2 separate regions of the Triticum aestivum genome follow, and region 2 is linked to region 1. The links are chromatin contacts, called in public Hi-C maps. All regions are on one chromosome and are shown on one strand. The core of a region is the stretch at or near the end of the contact, and the rest is flanking DNA. Distances in the headings are between cores, read along the strand shown.

Region 1 (7,756 bases), core at 2,503-5,002:
CCGTCGGCTTGCCTTCGGATTCTTCTCCAGTCTCACCGTCTGCGTCGCTACCGTTGTGACTGCGGGGGGATGTTGAGTAACGTGATTGTATTAGGAAACATAGGTTAGACTAGGAAATATTCTGGCTTGCCTTGTACTCCAAGTAGATCATGTACACCTATATATATGCCCACGAGGTTCAAGCAATACATTAACCAACTATTCCATCAAATCCCTCTCTCCCTTCTAACACCCTGCTTTAACTGTCTTTGATTTTATCGCTTGTTGTTTTGTATGACTTGAAAGTACTTCTCTTATGCAGATTATCTACATGTACTATAATGTTTCGTATATGGTCATCTCTACAACGTGTGGAGAATTGAGACATGTTTACGGAGGTGTGTACATAATTAAGGACTACGACGAGGGATACTTTTACCCAATATGAATAACAACATGATCTTCGGACTGGCCTCCTTCGGTTTAGGCGTTATACAGACTCTACATGTTTACTTGTATTTCGCCTTTTTATATACTACTTCGGGAGTAGACTTCGTTTGGTGTGTGCATCTTAGTTATGAAGAGGTCGGGTGTAATGTTTAAACCTCTTAAGTAATAAATCGCCCCTTATCGAAAACAAGACAAAGCATCAGAGCAGTCAGAAAACTAAATTGGCTAAAGTTTCTAATTCCCCTAATTATGGCTTTTTTTGTTTTGTTTGGTCATCCTTCTCTACCAATTTTCAAAAAACATGTGCATTTTTTCTATCCCTAGTTTATCTTTTGATTGTGTTCTCTATCTGTAAGCATACTGTAATGGATTAATTTTTTTTTCCTTTTTGCGAATAAATGGATTAAGTTACTTACACAAGCCACTGTGTATGGATAGACAAGTCTTCTTCCACTAGCTCAAGACTATGCACGGTAGTGCATACTCGCAATTAATTCTAACACATAGTTTTACTCGAGCTTGTTGGGGTGCAAATACAAAAAGTAAATAAGTTCCACTTATCCAGTCCATAACATGAAGATGATTCAGCTGACGTATAGTACGTGCAACTTGAGGACTTTGGTTGCGAGAAATGCTGATCATTCAAAGGTATCCTTTCCCCGGTGGACTTTCTAATTTTCTATATGATCTTTTAAGGTTTGAGCCTTGAGAGCGCCTTACCGTCCAAGAGGCTCTAGACCATCCATTCTTCCAAAATCCAGGTCCAACATGAAAATTAGAAGGTGCTTTGATTCTGCCGCACGTGATATGTACGCCAAGAACGGAAGGCCCGTAGAAACAGGCACAAAGCCCAGAATAAAACTTTCTTTTAGCTAATCTCTACCATAGAGATGATGTATGAGCAACTTCAACGGGGCGACCCATCTCATTCGCCCATGTTTATTTGGGTCGACGCGGACAAAAGCGGAGGCCCAACACGCCGACCCAAACCCAAAACGCGTCCGCGCGGATTCATTTTCGGCAGCCCGCCGTCTAATTTATGACGATCACCGACACTGGGATGGGGGGGGGGGGCTCATCCACCTCCGTCCACATCTGGCCCCCACCACCCTCTTCGTGCTTCCTCGCCGGCGACAAGCCAAACCCTAGCCATGGGGCTCTTCGGCAGCAGCAAGGGCAAGGCCTCATCTTCTCGTGTTCCCCCTTCCCCTCCTCCTCCGCCGTCGGCGCGTGCCCGCCCAGGTCGGCAACGCCTTCACATCCCGGTGCACCAAGCGCGGTGGTACTTGGAGTTCAGGCAGTCGCTGCCCTACCCGGATGTCACGCTGCCACACCACTGGCACCTTGATCCGGATCAGATCCCGGTGCAGACGGTGCCGCAGACACAGCGGGTGCACAACGAGGAGGTGCACAGGCGCCGGTCGCAGCTCACGCCAGAGCAACAGGGCATGCCCGAGTACGTCACGGACTCTCCCAACTGGCAGGCCTGGTTTGCCCTCGAACACGAGGAACAACGGCGGCTGGGCGTGCAGAACCACCGCCGACGCGGCGTATCAGGAGGCAGGGGAGGAAGCCGACGCGGCGTACCAGGAGGCGCTGGCGGAGGCCTTCGCCAAATCCATCGAGTTGGAGAGGCGGAAGGCCAAAGCGGCAATAGATGAGGAGGCCGCGTGCGAGGCGGAGATGGCGGAGGCCATGGCCCTCTCCGCAGCAGGCGACTGCGTGGTGTCGCCGTCTCCGCCACCGCTAACCCTGACAACGCCTGCGCCCCAGTTGACCGAGAGGTACGTCTGGACGGGCCAGGTGACGCCCCCTCCCCTTCCCCATTTGGTTTGGTGCCACGCCACAGCAGAAGGCCATGTACCTCCAGTATTGGCGGCAGCGCCAGCTGGCGAAGGAGCGCGCAGATGCGGAGCAGCTCATGTAGAGGGAGTGGGAGGAGGAGGAGGAGGCGCCGCGTCGCCGCATTGCCTCAGCCGCAGCAGACGCCGGAGGAGACAGCCCTGGTGGCCTATCAAGCTACCTTCGGTTGGGCAGGCCCGCCGTCTTCATCGACCTTACCGGCGGCGATGACGACGGCAAAGGTAAGGGCAAGGCCGATGTCTAGGGCTGCGCAGGCGTCATTTTTTTTAATGTTTTTATGAATGATTAAGTTTAAGTGGACTATGGCCGGCAGTTGACCGGCCAGTTATTGTAAATTAAAGTTTGTTTTCTGTGCCACGTGTATTTATTTTTGTTTTTCTAATTCGCGCACAAATTTGGGTTCGCCTCTCCTTGAATGGTCAAGCCGACCCATATGAAAAAAAGAACGCGGACGTCCGCCAGACCAACCCAAACGAACGAAAAACGGACAAAGCGCGCGTCTGTTTGGGTCGTCCTGTTGGGGTTGCTTTAAGCCGACCGAGCTACAGCGTTGCAGTGGTGATAAGCTGCTGTTTCAGTCACTCAGTGTGATGTACGATAGCATTTCTCCTAGGGAAGATTAGTGTGCCTGATGTGACCTGTATAATTATGAGCGAGTCGCGTGCACCACGGGGTGCGTCTGAATCCTGGTTTTGTAATCGCATTGCAATGGTCGATGACATTTGAGGTGATTATGGGCGAGGTATCCGTAAAAGAGGTGCTAACATTTTACCCGCCTCCGATGTACTCCTACGTTTTCCTCCTGTTTGATTACGGATTCTGATAACTCTCGTGCAAAGAAGAACAAAAACATAACAACTGATTTTGCATAATGCGTGCCACCGACAAGTGGGCAAGACTAAATAGACTTGCCTGCCCCGCTCATCCGCTTTATCTGTCTTTGGCTTATTGCTTGTTGTATTGTATGGTTCAATAATACAGCTTACCCGAGCCGGGCCACAAGCTTCTCAAGCTCGGCGCTCCTCTAGAGCACCATGTCCATCGCTGGCTTTGCTTCCTGTCCCGGTCGTGCAGAGAAATCTCGAAAGGGCCGAGAGCTCCTACAATTCAAACCATGCCGTTGAAGGTTGAGACTAACTGAAGTGGTGCGTTTGTGAACCGTTCAAACTGAACAGTCGGAGACTCTGGAAAGCACAGTTCCGAGAATGAGACTGATAAAAAGGCCGAGACGCCGAGTTAAGACTTTGACGACTGCTGCGCGTCGCGCTCCGTCGGTCGCCATTTGTCCTTGGCAGACCCATCCATCCCTTTCCCATTGTCACCCTCCGTGCTCCCCGGGCTCTGCGTCCCGCCCTGCTCGTGCTCTTTCTGGCCAGGGGACGGCCACATGGTAGGGATTGCGCCGTGCCGTGCTGTGCCGTGCTGTAGTCCAATACGGCATGGGACTACCCAGATTCTTCGACAGGTTCGATCAATGGGCAGCAGTAGCGACACACGCATGGGGCTGGCTGGGCACAACGGGGTCGTGGAATGTCGCCAAAGTTTTGGTTTGGCATCGACCTGGCCAGAGCTACGCGCGCGGAACAGCACCCCACCGCATCTTCGTCGCGAAGGCGGGCCCTTCCCTGTCTCTGATGCAACGCAGAGGCTGACCCGCCACATTTATCAGGAAAACGTTTTTCAACGGCAGCGCGGCAAGCACGACGCTGACCTTTCGGGCGTTCGGCCGCCGTGGCCTCGCCGGCGACGACATGTATCCCGCAGCCAGCGCCCGTCAGCGGCACCTCTGACGCAGGAGGCTTTGACGGTGCTGCATGCGGCCGTACGCACACGTGATGTTTTGCTTGTGCTCGTTGAGGCTTCACCTTCACCTTCACACGGTTTGATGTGTTGACACCGACGCGTGCCTCCTTGTGCGAGGGTTACGTTGCGCGCGTCCGCGCCACGGCTCCAATTCCGCAGAAATGACCTGGGCAGGCCGGCCCTTCTAGAGGGCATTTGCTGTCCATAACCGGTGATGATAGATGTAAACGCACATAGGATTCCGAGATTGACAAATCAAGGGCAGCCCATAGCAGAGCAGCTGGCGGCAGCAGTAGTGCATTTGGACGTGTGCTGAAAAGAGCCACCGGCCAGCCCTTCGTGTGGAAGTGTTGCTAGCTGGCCCTGTACTCGCAACGGGTGAGCCACCGGCGATCTTATTTGGGATTTCAGCCCTTCGATTAGAAGACTCGTGTTATTTTTGTGAAAAATACACCGAGCGCCGTGGGGCCAATGTTGGGTACGGAAATGGTCCAGAATCATGGCCTAGCAATCCTCTCTTAATACTATCTTCTTAAAAAAAGGCATTCTCTTAATGGTTTTTGCCATCGGTCATCCACTATGGTTGGGGAAACTGCCATCGGTCCGCGCCGCTTGTCCCTTTCTGACACGAACGCCCCATCTGCCAGCTCAACCGATCATTTTGATTTTCAGATCAAGCATGTATTTTTTTGGGAGGAGGCAGATGAAATATGTGTTGATCACGGACCCTTAACAATGACGGCCACCGGATCAGAAAGTCCACAAACACTTTTGCCGAAGGGATTGAGTGACAATAGCTTGCTCTCAGGCTTGTGTAACTAAATAACCTTAGACTAATATTGCGCTGATGTTTCCTTGGGGAGATCACCTGAACCAACTATCGTTTCCTACGAGAGATCATTTGAACCAACGTCGTGATCTGGGAGTGTTTCCTCAAAAAACTACTCCCAGTGAGCGAACGCTCGAGAATAGCTTCTCGCGGTGGTAATGGTCGTTCGATTGTCCATGAACCTCCATGTAATTTTTATTATATTTGGGATGCTTTGTACTTCAGATGAATCTTTATAATAGATTTGATATTTTCGTAAAAATAAATATATGACATGCTATTGTACAAAGATTTGCCATGTTTTTTTACTGTGCTAGCAGAAATATTGTTAGAAGAGTAATCACCATGAGTTTTCACGAGGTTGTCGTGATGCAAAATGGAGAATTGACGGTCTAAAAATAAATAACTTTTCAACTTGTTCATGATTTGTCAAGTTGGTAGAAGAAAATTGTCATACTACATCAAAGGGAACTGATGAAAATTGTCATGCTCTAATACACACAATTTGTCACTCCAGTTGTGCTCGCTCAATGCCATTCTGAGCCAACCGTTTAGTGTTGTAAGCTCGTAGTTTGCTCTGAGGGATGCATGAGAGTGAACAGTAATTGCCACATGTCTTGCTTTGAAATTCATACACAAAAACTAAACGCGTGACAGCACATTTTCTCAAAAAAATCCCTTTGAGATGACGTCAGATAGTTAACATTTAGGTTAACCTTCCCCCCTATACTCGTGGATACGAAATACCGAATGCTTACCATGGTTTCTGAAAAGAAGTTCATAATAAAAAAACTATTGGGGCTTGCTTGGTTGCTCGCATTCATTGTAGCATCATGGAAACCTAGCCGGGTAGAGACCATTTAAGCTTACAAACAAAGAAGGGAAGTGCATAGAGGATTGATTCGAGAAAAAACTAGATGATGGAAGGACAAGCTTATTTCTTATGGGGGCGGCTAATTCTGATTAATTCCATGCTCGCGAGTATGCCGATTTTTCTCTTGTCTTTCTTTGAAGTACATGTGTTGGTACAAAAAAGGGCTGGACTTCTATTAATCATGCCTTTTTTGGCAAATGATGAAAACAAATCAAAATACAGGTTGCCTCAATGGGACATAATCTGTACGCAAAAAGACCAAGGAGGCTTAGGGGTTGAAAAACTGGAGGTAAAGAACATATGCCTACTTAGTAAGTGGCTATACAGACTTTTGGTGGAGAACGAGGGAGTGTGGGTACAATTATTGCGTAACAAGTACCTACACTCCAAAACCCTTGCATAAGTAACAACACAGCCGAATGATTCATCCTTTTGAAAAAGGGTTGATGCATACGAAGGTAGCTTATTTCAATAGGACCAAATACATTGTGGGGAACGGCAATACCACTAGGTTTTCATAGGATACATGGCTAGGGGCACGCCACCAGCCATTCAATACCCTACCCTCTATAATATTGTACAACAGAAAGAAGATTTTGTCAGTATAATTCTAGGATTGGTTCCCTTTAACATTCAGTTCAGAAGATCACTTGTGGGCGAGCGATGAGATAGATGGCTACACCTCGTGCGAAGGTTGATGGAGATCAACCTATCAGATGAGCCAGATACACTACACTGGTGGTGTCAGGGGTATCTTCGATAAAGTCAATGTATTTGGACTTGATAAACACTGGTTCAATCCCAAAATCGCTACACGTTTGGAATATTAAAGTGCCTCTAAAGATAAAAGCTTTTATGTTGTTTGTTTACAAAAAAAATGATCTTGACTAAAGACAACTTGGCAAAACATTGTTGGAAGGGTAGAAATGGTGTTGTTTTTGCGATCATGATGAATCGATACAACACCTCTTCCTTGAATGCCCACTAGCCAGACTACTTCGGCGCACAATGTATGTGCCCTTTAATGTTAGTCAACCTAAATGGGATAGAGCCTAAACTAGCAGTGCATATTAGAGTCGGAGTATGCGCATTACTTTGGGCAATATAGAACTGTCGAAACAACGTTGTTTTTAACAAATAGAACATTACAAATTCTTTTTGCAGATTATCCACATAGCAACTTCCTGGATCCATACGTGGTCGTTACTCAGTCGTGCAGAAATCAATGATCATATGGCTTATGGGTGCAACTGTTAGGAGACGGTAGCACGGGATACCTGCAAACAATTTGGATGACAGTCCAACAATAGGATAGGTGTATGGGCATCTAATCTTATTTATGCTGGTTGTGGCCTCTTTTTTTTTGAACTCTTTTCGAGATATTGTTTCGTACTTCATACTTGGTGGAGACTTTGGTTGATAATATGGTTGCATGCATTATTACGATGCAGGCCAGGGGCATTCCTCCTTTTAAAAAAAGAGCCAAGTTTTGCACATTGTTTGGCTGCTCTCATTGCCTCTTCTCGCATGGGAACATAAACGCAAGCATGCCATTTGGTTGCGTATACGTGCTTGTCAAATGCAACATGTTCGACTGTTCGGTTAAGTGTGCACCCATGGCAACGCTCACCTTTTGTTCACATGGTGAACTTACCTCACACCATCACGTTTGAACAACTTTGTTTATCAGTGTTCAAATAAAAAAACTCACAACACGGAAGTTGTGTGGAACAACAAGATGAAGGTAGTGGTCAAAGAAAAATTCAAATGATCAATCGTGTGTGGTGCATTTGATGAAATTCATCTAAAAGAAAATGCACACCTGAATACGTTAGTACATTACAACACTGAGATATGAATCATGCTATACACACGACAAGATTCGGACGAACCATAGACGATGGTTAAAATCCAGCCGGACATGTGTGCATACATTGAACACCAGCCCCTGGATTTTC
Region 2 (7,756 bases), core at 1,348-3,847, 110 kb after region 1:
TGCAACGGAACCACACTTGCCGCGAGAAGACGCATTGCAGCAATATATGATCAACCGTGTCGTCCTCTTGGTCACACATGTAGCATTGTGAGATTTGGTCCTGTAAACCGTGCCTGGCTCTCATGTCTGATGTCCAGAGGCGATATTGCACAGCTAGCCACATGAAAATCTTGCACGCAAGAGGTTCCCAACACTTCCATATGGCCCCAAAGGAATGAAATCTAGTTCCTCCCTCACACAACATCTTGTACGACGAGGATGCAGTATATACGCCCGATGCATTCCAAGCCCAGATGGGACGGTCCTCAATCTGATCATCCAGCTGGACCTCCATGAGTATCTCCCAAAGCCCGATGAACTGAGTGAGACCCTCCGTACATAGGTCTCCTACAAGATCATCCATCCATGCATGCATGTGCATCGCATCTCGCACGAGTCTCCTGTTTGCTACTTGTGTCCGCACCTTTGCCACCACCAATGGGGCAATCTCTTTGATTGTTGCACCATATGTATCCATCGGTCTTTCCAAAATAAGGTCTTGCCTCCGGATCCAACTTGTCACTTAACTAGGCTCCCAAAGGCTTGGTCCACTTTTTTGTCCGCGGTCAAATTGAGGTCTTGCCAAGGCCTAGATTCATCCGTGCGTCGGAGCCATTCCCATCTCAATCTTAATGCGATGTCGTGTTTGTCAGTTCAATGACTCCAAGCCCTCCCATGTGCTTTGGCCTGCACATCTTAGTCTATGTGACAACACATTTGCCCTCATTCACCGCCTCAGTCCCGGCCCAGAAGAAAGCCCTACAACCTTTGTCCACTCTTTCCAGAGCCCTTTTTGGTGCCTCCGCTATCATGAGGTGATGTGTAGCACGCGCCCTCATAACTTGGTTAACAAGTATGAGCCTCCCAGGTCTCGTCACCAGGCCCCTTTGCCATCCTGGCAAAATGTGTAGTGTTGTATCAACAATGGGCTGCCACTCGGATCTTTTAGTTGTTTTATGCTTAGCTGGAGCCCTAGATATTTGCACGGAAAGGTGTCAATCTTCCATGGCAGAGCAGACTTGACAAGGTCCTCATCCTCACTCTCAGCCCTGATCATGATCGCCGCAGATTTGGCATAGTTTACTTTGAGTCATGATGCCACTCCGAATATGGTGAGAATTTCCTTGACGAACATGAGATCTGGCCAAGTTGGCTTTATGAAGAGCACCACATCATCCGCGTACAGGGACAAGCGCTGCATAGGGCTACATCCATTGATTGTACTCAACACTCTGGCTTCATGCGCCTTGCTGATGATAGCCGTTAAAACGTCCATGGCAATAACAAACAACAAGTGGGATATCGAGTCCCCTTGCCTAAGCCCTTTTGCATGCATGAATTTGTCGCCCGCGCAGCCATTCACCAAAACTCTCGAGCTGGTAGTAGTAAGAAAAATCGCAATCCAAGAGATCCAACGCTCCGAGAAGCCTTTAGCCCTTAACACCTCAAACAAGAACGACCACGCCAGAGAGTTGAAGGCTTTCGAAATGTCAAGCTTGCGCAACACTGCCTTGGCTTTCCTCCTATGCATCGAACGCGCCATTTGCCGAACCAAGAGGAAATCGTCGTGTAAGCATCTGCCCTTGATGAAAGCGGACTGGTTTGTCTGAACAAGCTCTCCCATGCGTGGCCTTAGTCTGGCAGTCAACAGGTTGAATGCTATCTTGGGCATACTGTGCACAAGGCATATAGGTCTGAAATCAAACACAACACTCGCTTCCGGGGAGTTAGGTATAAGTGTGATCAAAGCTTGGTTAAGCCTTCCAAACCCCCTCCCGTTGCCAAGGAAAAGTTTATGGACCACCGCAACTATATCCTCCTTGATTATCTCCCAAGCCTTTTGAAAGAATAGGCCAATGAACCCGTCCGGCCCAGGCGCCTTGTCCAAAGGTAAATCCTTGATTACCCCCCAAATCTCATCTTCAGCGTCTCCTTCTTGCAGCCAAGAGATTCTCGATCTCTGTCTCGCAATGGTCCGTTGTCTTATTTTTTTTCCCGTTCACATTGTGGTCATGTCCAGCTTCGCTTACGTTGGACAAAACTTATGCCCTCATTACGTTTATCTTTAGTCTCTTTCATAATCGCACACCTTACTATTTATTTACAAAAGGACTTGTTAATTGTCTATGCGCTGACGTATATAAATCGGTGGATTTTTATGTACTACAGCGAGGTGGGACTATTAATTGGAAGGCGAACCTCTTTTGCACCAGAAGCAAAAGCTAGAGATAGAAATAGTTCCTGATGGAACCAGCAGGAGCAATAATTCCACCTCTCTTTATTAGTTGGTATAGATATAAATTAGTATAGATAGATAGATATAGAGATAGAGATAGGGATACAGATAGATATAAAAGCGAGGCAAAAAATCTTTTTCGTGAGAGTCTACAAGAATCTCCTGCGATCAACCAAACACGCCATTACAATCGTGTAATAATGAAGATAAGAGAATAATTCGAGGAGAAGAGGAAGCATATACACCCATGGCTCGTACACAAACACACCCAGAGTCCACGGTCAACAAGTCTGCCATATCTGGCTCTTTGCCACATCGTTTCCCTCCCCTCACCCATCCCCCTTTTTCGCTTTATAAAACGGCCAAACCCCGTTCCACCGTAGCGCACACAAACACAAGAGTCCTCACTCATTCTCTCCACCGAGGCCAAGGGAAGGGACGAACCGAACGGAACGGGGCGATGGCGGCAGCGAACGGCGCCAAGGGGTTCGAGGTGCCGGAACTGGACATCAAGTTCACCAAGCTCTTCATCAATGGCCAGTTCGTCGACGCAGCTTCCGGTACGCAGAGCTTCCATCTTCTTTTCCCGCGGCGGTCGCGTAGTTGAGGGCAAGTCCAGCGGCACCCTGACTCTCCGCCGGTCGTTATCTTAGGGGAGAAACGCGAAAGAACTCTGTTAGCAGCGCTCCGATTTCCTCGCCGTTTTACCGGTCTCTCCGATCTGAAGCCCGAAGTCCCCTGTGTATCGGGGAATCGGTGACCGCCCTGGTCGCCGCCCCATCCGGGACGCTCGCACCGGCGCTAGATGGTACCGACGCGGCAGCTCCGGAGCAGGGGAGGCAGAGCTGGGCGCCCGTGGCAGAGGTGGCCACCCGCGTAGAGGAGCGTGCGCGCGCCTGCACCCTGGAGGGCGGCCGGCGGTAGGAAGTGCGAGCGCGTCGGAGAGGAGGCGTCTCGCTGCTCGTGGGAGGCGCGAGGCTGTTGCTGTGTGCTGCGTCGTGTTACTTGCGTGAGACACTGAGAGAAAGACCGAGAGACGAGAGGGAGGTAGCAGTGGCGCATGGCAATGACGACGGCGCGCCGGTAGATGTGGAGCAGGGCGAGCGGGCGGCAAGCGGGGAGGATGAGCAGCGTGTGGCCGAGCTCGCAGCGTAGATCTTCTTGGATGGATGGGTAAAACACGTGCGCCCAGAGGGGAGGACCCGACGCGGCGACGGCGCAGGAGAGAGGACGCCCGGAGGAGAAGCACACCTGTGACCGTGGTCCGTGGTGACTGGTGAGGTAGGCACACACGTACAGCGGCCGCGGTGGCCAAGGACTAGTAGTGCATGATCAACGAGATTACGACAGATGGACGCCCGATCAATTCGGGATAATCGAGCGTGTCCGATCCGACGAGTAACTATCCTCATGCGTGTGCATGCCGGCCCCCATCCATGTCGCCAATTTCTCCTCTGCGCCCGTCCTCATCTTTGTTGCTTGCGCTGTCCTCGGGAGTTTTTTTTGTTGCTTTGCGCTGTCTTGTCCTCGAGTCGATCGCTAGCCTTTTGTAACCATGTTGTTGCTCTAATGGAATTCTTGATGGTTACACCTACGGACGTACTCCCTCCGTTCGGAATTACTTGTCTTGGATATGGATGTATCTAGAACTAAAATACATCTAGATACATCCATTTCTGCGACAAGTAATTCCGAACGGAGGGAGTAGCTCGAGCCATATCACCACATCTTTTTATAGTGGGAAAAGACTAACTTCTCCGTCATTATCATGGTATAATACCACAAAATAAAAATTACCGGTACTTTCACCCGACTGATAACGACGTGCGATTCGCCACAAATAAAAATCAGAATTTTATTTTCTTTTGCTATTCTTCAGGATTTTACTGTGATCTCGGGTTCAAAAATTCCACGTCCTGTCCGTACCGGCATTCTCCTTCAAACTTGGTCGAAGCTTCTATAGTTTCACCGTGTAAACTACCAGACACACAATAGCCATATCAAACAGTAGCACTATCTCACATACATAAATGTCAAACTACAAACTTTCCTTCTTGCAATTAACTGTACGATGAAGATAAATAATTGACACCTTTAGCAATAGCATACTCCCTCTGTAACGTAACGTAAGACATTTTTGCAGTTCAATTTGAGTTGCAAAAACATCTTATACTACGTATACAGAGGTAGTAGTATGTACTGACTATCAGTACCTTCTTAGCCTAGTACATGGAAGCTCTGCATTAGGATCACATAATACATGCTGCCCCAAAGAATCTGCTTGTTTTTACTACTTGTTCGAGAAAAATAGGCCTGCCTTTAGTTCAGTTTGCAGAATGCAGTTTAGTTAACTTCAGTGATTCATCCAGGTGAATAGTCATACGGTGATTTAATTGAGTGTGAAGTTTTGGTGGACGGGTACATTGGATGACTTTTATTTCAAATGATTCAAAAATGGTATTTTCAAGTTAAAATAAAATTAAAAATTGTGAAAAAAATATACATATTCGGGATGTATCCATAAAATTTCGTTCAAAAATATTATGATTTCAAGCTACACAAAAACACAAAATTCCGACCCAACAACAATAAAAAAATGGCCCATTTTCATGTATGTATATGTTTTTTGTGTATACACCACGTATGAAAATTTCACTGAACGTGGTATATATGTATTTGTGCATACAAAAAACTCGATTTGTTTTGTGATGTAGAAATATGTTTTTTTATGAAGTCCGCCATGGAGCCCGTCCTCCATTTGCTCTTTTCATATTTCATTTCCTTCTTTTTTTGACTGTATTTCATTTCATTAGTTGAACACGTACTACGCTTATATGCAAACAGGCAAGACGTTCGAGACACGGGACCCGCGCACCGGCGAGGTGATCGCCAGGATCGCCGAGGGAGACAAGGCCGACATCGACCTCGCCGTGAAGGCCGCCCGCGAGGCCTTCGACAACGGCCCCTGGCCCAGAATGCCCGGATGTGTACGTACTCAATATGATTCGGCCCATCGATAGATATTTTGGGCTTATATCTAACAACGTCTCTTTGTTTGGCGCGTGGGCAGGCAAGGGCCCGGATCATGCACAAGTTCGCGGACCTGGTGGACCAGCACGTGGAGGAGCTGGCGGCGCTGGACACGGTGGACGCCGGCAAGCTATTCATGATGGGTAAGATGATGGACATCCCCGGAGGCGCCAACCTGCTCCGCTACTACGCCGGCGCCGCCGACAAGATCCACGGCGAGACGCTCAAGATGGCGCGCCCGCTCCACGGCTACACGCTCAAGGAGCCCGTCGGTGTCGTGGGCCACATCGTCCCCTGGAACTACCCCACCACCATGTTCTTCTTCAAGGTAAGCCCCGCGCTCGCCGCCGGGTGCACCATGGTCGTCAAGCCCGCCGAGCAGACGCCCCTCTCCGCGCTCTTCTATGCCTACCTCGCCAAGGAGGCCGGGGTCCCCGACGGCGTCCTCAACGTCGTGCCGGGATTTGGACCGACGGCCGGCGCGGCCATGGCCTCTCACATGGACGTCGACAAGATCAGCTTCACGGGATCCACGGAGGTCGGGAGGCTGGTCATGCAGGCGGCGGCCTTGAGCAACCTCAAGCCCGTCTCGCTGGAGCTGGGGGGCAAGTCCCCGGTCATCGTGTTCGACGACGCTGACGTTGACATGGCCGTCAACCTCGTCAACATGGCCACCTACATGAACAAGGTATATATATACTGTGCTCTGCTGTCATCTAGCTCAAGCAACAGGCTCGATCAAACTCTCACGCATTCATGGTTTCTGCTACTGTCGCATCACAGGGCGAGATCTGCGTCGCTGGCACGCGCATATACGTGCAGGAAGGGATCTACGACGCCTTTGTGAAGAAGTCGGTCGAGCTTGCCAAGAAATCGGTGGTCGGAGATCCTTTCAACCCCAACGTACATCAAGGTCCTCAGGTATTAATCCATCGACCTGCCGGCATCTCTGTATATTATTATGCTCTTCAGAGAAGAAGGCTCTAATTATTAACGACCACTTATATGCATATAAATAAATCCATCAAAGGTTGACAAGGACCAATACGAGAAGGTCCTCAAGTACATCGATGTTGGTAAGAGCGAAGGCGCCACCCTCCTCACCGGAGGGAAGCCCTGCAGCGACAAAGGTTACTACATCGAGCCCACCATTTTCACTGACGTGACGGATGACATGTCGATTGCGCAAGAGGAAATCTTCGGCCCGGTGATGGCTCTCATGAAATTCAAGTAGGTTTTTACATTTTGTCCGCCTGAACATTTTCAACTTGACAGTTGAGTCGACACACGGATGGAACTGATCTGACGGCCTGAAACTACTGGGTGTGCACTGTTTTTACTTCAGGACGGTGGAGGAGGTGATTCAGAAGGCGAACAGCACCCGGTATGGCCTGGCCGCCGGCGTGGTGACCAAGAACATCGACACCATGAACACCGTGTCGCGGTCAGTCAGGTCCGGTGTCGTCTGGGTTAACTGCTACTTCGCCTTCGACCCCGACGCCCCATTCGGCGGCTGCAAGATGAGCGGCTTCGGCAAAGACATGGGCACGGATGCGCTCGAAAAGTACATGCACACCAAGACAGTGGTCACTCCACTCTACAACACACCCTGGCTGTGATATGGACGGACGTCCGATCATGAACAGAATGGGCGAAACACATGGGGAAAGATTGCCTTTTTATATATGATTTGTACAGCTGAATGCTTTCAGCTTCCTTGTGCAGTTGTACTTATTACTTGTAGTCAATCTTCTTCGTGGTATTATTCTCTACAAGATGAAATATTCTCAAATGTTCAGTAAAGATGTTGCTGTTAGACTGAAGTGGCGATACCGTCACTCTTTCGCCCACACAAACTTGATTACCAATAAAAGTTTCTAAAAGTCGCTTTCAGTCAATCATCCAAAAATATGGGAAGCCTTGAGCGATGAACATACTTGGACCGAGGATGATCCCCTAGAAATGTTGGTTGTTGAATCACAAGAATTTTACCATGATCTCGCGGAAAGATTCCAACACCACAAAAAATCAAACAAACAAAAACAACATGCCGCAATAACATAAATTCATCATATCCGAATAATTAGATCTATGATGATACGAACCTCTATCTCCATCGCAGCGCCAAAAAAAGACCAAGAATGACTTTATTTGAAAAATACCAAGATCCCCTCTAGACACTAACAAAAAAAAAACAAATCTCTTGAAGATCCAAAGGCCCCAAGGGGATTGAAGGGGGAGCTCCTATTTGGGCAGTGCATGTTGGAAACCAGCCAACGCGCACCCACGGGTACCCCCGCGCATCCTTTTGGGCCGGCCCGTCTGCGGGGCGGGAAGCCCCCTGTATTTTCATTTCATTTTTTAAACGTTTGTTCTTTCTTTTCTATTTTTAGTTTAAAATAATTCAGGTAATAAAATTGCAGATTTTTAAAAATGCTTGAGAAAATTGTA

The links. A called contact is a pair of places that touch in the nucleus more often than the background predicts.
Region 2: a Hi-C map of leaf shows a contact between it and region 1, with 1.9 times the contacts expected there. The contact joins the promoter of LOC123071905 here to the enhancer-like site in region 1. A contact is called at or near these places in 4 of 5 Hi-C or Micro-C datasets (leaf and an unstated tissue).

The regions. Positions count from the first base shown.
Region 1 is chr3B:707,882,214-707,889,969 of IWGSC CS RefSeq v2.1, forward strand. No RefSeq gene overlaps it. Among protein-coding and RNA genes, the nearest start is that of LOC123071905, 110 kb to the right of the region's middle. Within about 2 kb of position 3,753, at least 4 of the 8 cell types and tissues checked have an H3K27ac peak or open chromatin away from gene starts, as enhancers often do. A contact at or near this core is called in leaf, where this site is marked.
Region 2 is chr3B:707,994,214-708,001,969 of IWGSC CS RefSeq v2.1, forward strand. It overlaps LOC123071905 (aldehyde dehydrogenase family 2 member C4), which reads left to right and starts at 2,598. Exons shown (of 6, transcript XM_044495481.1): 1 at 2,598-2,835; 2 at 5,120-5,262; 3 at 5,346-5,993; 4 at 6,089-6,226; 5 at 6,336-6,535; 6 at 6,651-7,203. The coding sequence starts at 2,736. The coding sequence ends at 6,924.